Linked DNA regions of Triticum aestivum: region 2 is linked to region 1. A link is a contact called in public Hi-C data. All regions are on one chromosome and are shown on one strand. Each heading gives the region's core, a stretch centred on a gene start, on an enhancer-like site or on the middle of the called end of the contact. The rest is flanking DNA. Distances are from core to core; before and after follow the strand shown. Region 1 holds the start of LOC123113910 (arginine--tRNA ligase, cytoplasmic). Region 2 holds the start of LOC123113939 (transcription initiation factor TFIID subunit 13).

Region 1 (4,024 bases), core at 1,045-3,544:
CTCATCTTGTTTTGTTTTGTGGTTTATTCTTTTCATTGCCATGTTTAGCTTGCCATATTGCATTTGTGCCTCTTGTCATTTTGCATTCCATCCCCATCATGTGCATGGTGTGATTTCATACATATCATGTTGTTGCATGTTCAATGCATAAATCTTGCATCATCACCACTTCTCCTTCCTTTCCTTTCTTTCATTTTGCAAGTGCACCTTTTACCTTCTCCTTTAATGTTCATCTTTTACCTATAAATCTTGCTACATGCCTAGAACCTGGCTCTAATACCAACTTGTAACGCCCATACCAAAATGCGGTTATGCCTCTAAATCGTGCCTCGACACGTGGGAGATATAGCCGCATCTTGGGTGTTACAGTGGGAGAGAGGAGGAGGCGGCCAGGTGGAGGGCGCCCCCCAAGCCCAATCCGAATTGGGTGGGGGGCCAACCCCCCCCCCCCTTTCCTTCCTCCCTCTCCCCCCTTCCTTCTCTCCTAGTCCAACTAGGAAAGGGGGGGGGGGTCCTACTCCCGGTGGGTGTAGGACTCCTCCAGGGCGCGCCATAGAGGGCCGACCCTCCCCCTCCTCCACTCCTTTATTTATGGGGGAGGGGGGCACCCCATAGACACACAAGTTGATATTGTTTAGCCGTGTGCGGTGCCCCCTTCACAGTTACACACCTCAGTCATATCGTCGTAGTGCTTATGCGAAGCCCTACGCCGATAACTTCATCATCACTGTCACCACGCCGTCGTGCTGACGAAACTCTCCCTTGGCCTCAACTGGATCAAGAGTACGAGGGACGTCCCCGAGCTAAACGCGTGCTGATCGCGGAGGTGCCGTACGTTCGGTGCTAAGATCGGTCGGATCGTGAAGACATACGATTACATCAACCGCGTTGTCATAACGCTTCCGCTTTCGGTCTACGAGGGTACGTGGACACACTCTCCCCTTTTGTTGCTATGCATCACATAGATAGATCTTGCGAGATCGTAGGAATTTTTTTGAAATTACCGCGTTCCCCAACACAAAGAAACAGATGTGTACGTGTTGATTCCACCCTAACCTTTCTGAAGCGTACCCCCTCTTAATAGTACAACTTTCGTACAATTCAAATCCACCAAAAAGAAACGTAGAGAGCAGCCGTCTTCGATAGGCTCCGAGGGACACCGAATCGTCTTGTGCCTAGACATGAGATATCTGAAATGCTCAATGCACACGATTAGTCCGCAAATGCATTGCCATCAATCACCAAAACCACTTAGGGAGAAATATACCCTTACAGAGCATATTGCTTGATCTTATTCTGTCTACATCATGTTATCTTGCTTAATGCGTTACTTTGTTTGTCACGAACTTAATACTTTGAGATGCATGCAGGATTGCGGTCTTGGGGTGGAGTAATAATAAATGTAGTTGGATTACGGTCTACTTGTCATTGGACGTGAGGCCTATATATTAATTATGCTTATGCGCTTGTCTATGAATTGGCCAACAATAATTTGTTTAACATCGATGTTATTTATGAGAGAGACGCCTCTAGTGAATTGGCCCCCGGGTCCATTCACCTTTATATTAAAACAAAGCTTGTAATTCGTTGTTGTTTTCTTTTACTTTTATTTATTATATTTACCACTACAAGATTTGATACTTGCAACGGGCTCGACGTCGCCTCTCCCAGCACCAGCTGCACCTAGACGACGCCATCTGCTCCTCTGCGTTCTCGAGCCTGCTACCGCGGCGGTGCCTCCACCACCGTCGCGCGCGTCGCTCCACCTCCGTCGATAGATGAGAAGGGACGAGATTGGGGAGGGAACAAGCGGGAAGTGAGAGGTGCTTCTGGAAGCAGATATCTAGTCCACCACCACGCAGCCACGGGCGTTCGCGCATGATACAATACAACGCGTTACAAAATGCTGATGAGGACAACTAGCCCACGACAAGATTATTGTGCCTCGACCAACAGCGACAAGCATATTCGCTCGAGATTGCTAGAAATCTAACATCGGTTGCATAGTATTTGGAGGCAAAAAAATGCATGTTCAAATCTTAACCGGCTGGTATATCCACACTTAAAAAACACACTGCAAGACAAACACATATATGTCACAATGTCTTTGTCTATTGTTTTCGAAAAAGAGTGTTAAAAGTCTGATGTCACATTTTTAACCATGTCAAATCAAATGTTTTTATATGGCATATGTCGTCAGATTTTTAGCGAAATCTGTTCAAAAATCTTAACCTGTTCGGCATATCCACACGTAATAAGCCCCAAAGACTGAAATTTAAAAGTCAAAACAAAGCAAATTTCGAGCGGAAGCTGTGTTTGGCTCCATATCCACGCCCCAAAGAGGTCGAGACTTGACGGGCCCGATAAGGCGGAGCGAAAACCCTCGCCTAGCCTTTCCCTGCACGCGGCGTGGGAGCGTATTTATTCGCGAACGAGGTCGAGATGCGGGCACTCGCGGCCGCAGCAGCAACTGCAGTAGTGGCGGCGCCTACCCCCGCGCGACTCCTCCTCGTCTCCGCCCGCCGCGCTGCTCCGCGATTCGGTGAGCCCTCGCTTCTCCCGCGAATTCTCCTCCTCCCCCAATCCCATCCGGTTCCACCCCGCTCCGGTTGTTCATGGCGCCGCGCGGTCCCCGCGTCGCCCGGAGTTGCGAGGTCTGATTTGGCAGCAGAAATCCGAGGGGTCATGGGTTTGAGTTTGGTGCGGTTTTTGGTTTTGGGTCAGCGCCTGCGAGCTCCGAAGATTTTACAGGGAATGGCGGATTGTCTACTGGACCTTTTACGGGGTTTAGAGTGTACGGTGCTTGAGATGTTTGGTTTGAATTTAGTTTCCCATGGTTCCGGTTTATAGCACTCTAAAGTAAATTTGTTGTGCACGAATCTGCTAGTCAGCGTATGGGGGCATGCGAATTTACCCACAGCTTTTGGAATTGGGGATGAAAAAGGCTGTGGTTCATTCTGTACTCTGCTCAAGTTAACCTATGACATGCTAGGTTTAAATTGTAGCTTGGGGATTCGTGGCTGTCGAACTGAATAGCATCTTGCACTTGAAGTAGCATCCGGTTAAATAGCATCTTGGAAATTCCATCCGGGAGTTCGACAAGCTTCACTAAATAATTCCTTTTTTTGGGGGGCCTAATTTCGGCCTTCTTGCTTATCTTTGTGCTGCCTATCTAGCTAGGTCATTGTAGAGCATCTCCGTTCGCAAGGTCACCTAGGAGCGCCTGCTACGCTTCCACCACCATGGGAGACGAGACCTCCACTTCTGCCTCAGGCTCGGCCCAGGAACCTGCAGCACCGGTGAGTATTGGGTTGCTGGTTCTGGAGATGATTGTGTTGTGTGCCCCTGTCTACTTGATTGTGATGGTGGCGTCTCAAACTGCCAGGCCCTGCAGGGAGCTGGGAGTGTCAAGCAGCAGATCTCCAACTTGGTGGCTCTGTCACTCCGTGCGACAGTGCCTGAAGTGGATGTAGAACCGATAGTTGAAGTTTGCACGGGAAAGTTTGGTGACTACCAGTGGTATGTCCCCTATGTGTCTATTTTATTTGATGATCTGGACATGTGCGACTCCTGTTCATGTTAGCATCCCTTCAATGTGCTCAAACTTTACCTAAACCGTATGCAGCAACAATGCAATGGGATTGTGGTCAAAAGTAAAGGGATCCGGGACAAGCTTCAAAAACCCCAATGCAATCGGACAGGTTAGAATGACCCTAACTCTCTTGATGCTGGTGGTTTACTTCAAGATCTCATCGTGTAGGAGTGTTCTTTCGTAGGTGCCACTACCATTATTTCCTTGTTTATTCATTTCAACCTTTTCATACGTGCTGATTTTTTCACAGGCGATTGCTAAGAACCTGCCTGCCTGTGATGTAATTGAATCAGCCTCTGTTGCTGGTCCTGGTTTCGTGAATATTGTCTTATCCAAGAGCTGGGTTGCTAAGGTCTGCCTGAGATTGTTTTACCTGCAAGCTTTGCATGCATTCATTGATACTACAATTCCTTTCTGCTAAGCACCAATGAA
Region 2 (4,010 bases), core at 85-2,584, 340 kb before region 1:
TGAGAGGCCAAATGGCCAGTAGCTACTCATGATGAAAAGACTAGCAGTTCCTTCCACACATTCAACATAACATAGATGAACAGCACACATAATTTTAATTTTCAATAGAGATTACATGCGACCACTATCCATATGCATTGACATATGTTAGGGATTGGCTGTTGTCTGATTGCAAAGGTGTAAGCTAACCAACAATCAAAATTCATTGATAAACACAGTCTAAGCAAATACTTCCTCCGTCCTAAAATTCTTGTCTTAGATTTATCTAGATACGGATGTATCTAACACTAAAATATGAATAGATACATCCTTATGTAAACAAATTGAAGACGAGAATTTTGGGACGGAATGTACCAATTCCAGGTATATCCCTTTTACTTCTCTAAATATATTTCAAGTTTTCAACCATTAAATACTAACATGGTAAACCCACCCCTTGTTTGCTACCACTCTTCTTGCAAAATGTCACTTATGGCCCATTGCATCCTGAATTCTTAAATATACTACACTGACTGCATTCTGTTCTACATAATTCCTAACCAAAAAATTAGGGAACCAAAGAGAGAATTGGTAATGGGCCAGCTTACATTTGGATCGTCCCCAAACCCATACATCATGTGCTGCACTGAAAGAAAACGAATAGGAGTGAGCCATAAGTATGGGGAAAATAAACAGAAAAGAACTAACAATTCAGAAAACAGAAGAAGGCCTTACGGTCCTTCTGGAAGACGCCGCGCTTGCGCTTAAGGCTCGATGCGGCTGCGTCAGCGCCGCCGACGGCGTGGGGTTGGTTGGAGGAGGACGCCTGGCCCGGCGCCGCGGCATGCGCCGAGGACTTGGACTTGCCGGCCGCCGGCGTGGCCGGGGAGGAGTTGTGACCGTGGCCCGAGGCCCCTGCCGCGGCCGAGGACTTGGACTTGGCAGCCGCAGGCGTGGCCGGGGAGGGCTGATGGCCCTGGCCCGAGGCCGCTGCCGCGGCCTGCCCCGAGGACTTGGATTTCCCCGCCGCTGCCGCGGCCGGGGCAGGGTGATTGCTGCTAGGGTTCTGCATCTCAGCGCCGGGGGGCAGGACAGAGTGGCGAGGCAGGGTCAAGAGATTTCGGCTGGCTACGCTTCCCAGCGGCGCCCGGGGATCTTGATCCGTCGGGCTCTGGCTCCGTCTAGGGCTTCCCTGATAGGTACTGCTCGCGGATCTATTAAGCTGTGGCAATTATCTGGGATACAAGCTTGATTCGATACACAAAATGGCGAAGGGGAGGACTAGGGTTCGGAGCCAGGGGAAGGAGGTAGCCGCCGGGTTCGCCTTGATCCTCTGGATGGATCTCCTGGATGGTGCCGTGGAAGGTAAGTAGTAGTCTTGGCTGGGCCTAATGGACCCATTCTGGCCCAGCCACTCTTGCGTTGGCCTTGATCTGTCGACGAGGCCGTGCCGCTCCTGGTCCGTCGTTGTTGGTACGTGGGGACGGCATGTCAGGGGTAGTGGCGCTGACATCCCCCCTTCTTGTGTCGAGGCTTGACCCCAAGCCTCTGCCTGAGGGAACTTGTCGAAGAGCGCGGCCTTGTTCTCCCAGGAGGTGCCCAGCGTCGAGTCAGGTGACCACTGTACCTGGACTTGCTCAACCATCGCGCCCGCCATCTTGCGCCAACGTGTTTGGAGGATTGCCACTGGTACATCCTTTGCGTCTTGTTCCACCGGCAAATGTGTTGACGCCTCCATTCCTGAGAGAAGTGCTTGACGCAGCACCGGCAAATGTGTTGGAGAACATTTTTTCAAACATATTTTTTTGGTGTCAATTTTTTTCATACACATTCTATATTTTTTGTATAGATAAGGAATATTTTTTATACACACATTTAACAATTTTTAATCATGTATTTGAAAAAATGTCAACTTTTCAAACATATTTTTTGGTGTCAACTTTTCTTCATACACATTCTATATTTTTTGTATAGATAAGGAACATTTTTATACACACATTTAACAATTTTTAAATACATGATTAACACTTTTTAAAACATATTTTTAGTCAACTTTTTTGCATATATATTGTACATTTTTTGTATACATCAGAAACATTTTCTTATACACGTTTAACATTTTTTAATTACATGATTAACATTTTTTAAAACATATATTTTTTATGCCTATTTTTTTGCAAAAAGAATTAGCCCACAGCGAGCCAATTAGCTCCAGTCGGCCCACTATGGGCTGACAGGACCCAATCAGCCCACAGTGAGCCGACAGGGGCCAGTCGGCCAGCTGTAGGCTGATTGGAATCCAATCGGCCTGCTGTGGGCCGACTAGGCCCAGTCAGCCTGCAGCGGGCCGACGGTGTATTATTTTTGAAAAAAAATTACCCAGCGTAATATTTATGAAAATTAATAAAAAATGTATTATTTAAAAAAATTAGCCGTACATGCGGTGTCTGGTTGGAGTTTAGAGCATCTCCAACAGCCGCGCTAAGCGTCGCGCGCAAAAAACCTGTTTGTCGCGCGCACTTCGGCATGTTTAGCGCGGCCACCAGCGCTGACTCCAGCAGCCGCACTATAATGCAGCGCGCGCGCCGCTCCAGCAACGAGCAAAAATAGAGCGCGCGTGACTCGCCGGACATATAACATACATGATATTTTGGACACAAAATGAGTTTGAAAACATTCATCAAAATGCAATGAACATGTGAAATTTGACACAAACAAGTTGATGAATAAAAGTTCATGCCCACAAGTTCAAAATCATGCCCACAAGTTCATCCAACCAAGTGCTGCAAGCTTCTTTCCCCTCGCCTTCGTGCTGCCGGAGCCGTCCGCCGCCTTGTTTTTCTTCACGGATGTTTTGCCCTTCTTCGGCCGCGTCGCATTGGGGACCTTCGACGGTGCGGCGGCGGCACGGGACGGCGCCGGCGCGATGCCACCCGGTGTCGTTGTCATCCACGGCGGCAAGAAGAGGCTGCGCGTGAGGCCGACGCTCGGCGGAGCTCCGGCGATGGTGATGCCAACGCTTCCCGCGCTAGGGTTTCCGGCGGCGGCGGGGGGGGGGGGGGGGGGGGCGGCTGTACAACGGGGTGAGCGGGGTGCCGGTGTGCGCGTCCATGGGTGGGTGGCAGGGCGCCGGCGCCGGCGCGCGTGGGGCGTAGGAGGAGGAGAGGAGAGAGTGCGGCGCGAGCGCTCGAGTCTGCCGCGCGCTGTAGCGGGCGCCCGAAATACACCGCGCGGGACAGTGTTTTTGACCGCGCGCCCAACTCGTTATAGCGCGCGTGCCGTTTTTGCCCGCCCGCTGGAGCGACCCGCCGCGTTGCGCGCGCGCTAAAACGGACTAATTTGTGGCGCGGTGTTAGTTTAGCGCGGCTGTTGGAGATGCTTTTAGGGGTGTGTTTGTTTGGGCTCCAACTTCTTCGGCTGCAGCTGCAACGGCTCCGGCTGGAAAGAGCAGCTGTAGCTGAAAGGTTGGAGTTGAGGTGCAGTTGTTTGGTAGTTGTGCTATAGCAGCTGCGGCTGGAGCTGAAACATACCGAAATGACCTGAACGTCCTTTATTGTTTTGTAGATTGGTTTTAAGTGTTTATTATACTGTTTTAACAGTAAATGACCTGATTAAGAGCTTTTCTTTGTCGTAGATGACCAATTTTTATAGGTATAAAGGTTTAACCGGAATATAGTTCTTTTATGGTATAGACAACGTATTGATATATAATTTGTTGCATAAGTTAAATCATCGAGTTAAGCATCTATCACTTTAAGAATTTTGTTGTCCCAGTTCTGTACAGCTACATGAACAAATGAGCACAAGCAGACAGATCACGTGTATTGCAAACAAAATTATAAGAAACATAGCATCCAGTGAACATGACTGCATACGAACTCGGCACCCAAATCCATACATGTCACATAATGTGTACAACAGCACCAAACAGCATATGCACAAGCTTCAGCAACATCACACACGGCCAGCACACACACATCAAGCACGCACATATGCAGGCAGCACTAGGCCTCGCTACCGATGCAGGCGAG

Evidence for each region. Hi-C and Micro-C count contacts between places; a contact is called where the count stands out from the background.
Region 2: a Hi-C map of leaf shows a contact between it and region 1, with 7 times the contacts expected there. The contact joins the promoter of LOC123113939 here to the promoter of LOC123113910 in region 1. A contact is called at or near these places in 2 of 5 Hi-C or Micro-C datasets (both in leaf).

The regions. Positions count from the first base shown.
Region 1 is chr1B:166,855,636-166,859,659 of IWGSC CS RefSeq v2.1, reverse strand. It overlaps LOC123113910 (arginine--tRNA ligase, cytoplasmic), which reads left to right and starts at 2,294. Exons shown (of 18, transcript XM_044535245.1): 1 at 2,294-2,542; 2 at 3,177-3,299; 3 at 3,386-3,519; 4 at 3,626-3,701; 5 at 3,843-3,944. The coding sequence starts at 3,243.
Region 2 is chr1B:167,189,764-167,193,773 of IWGSC CS RefSeq v2.1, reverse strand. LOC123113939 (transcription initiation factor TFIID subunit 13) reads right to left here and starts at 1,334. Exons shown (of 5, transcript XM_044535274.1): 1 at 715-1,334; 2 at 588-625. The coding sequence starts at 1,051.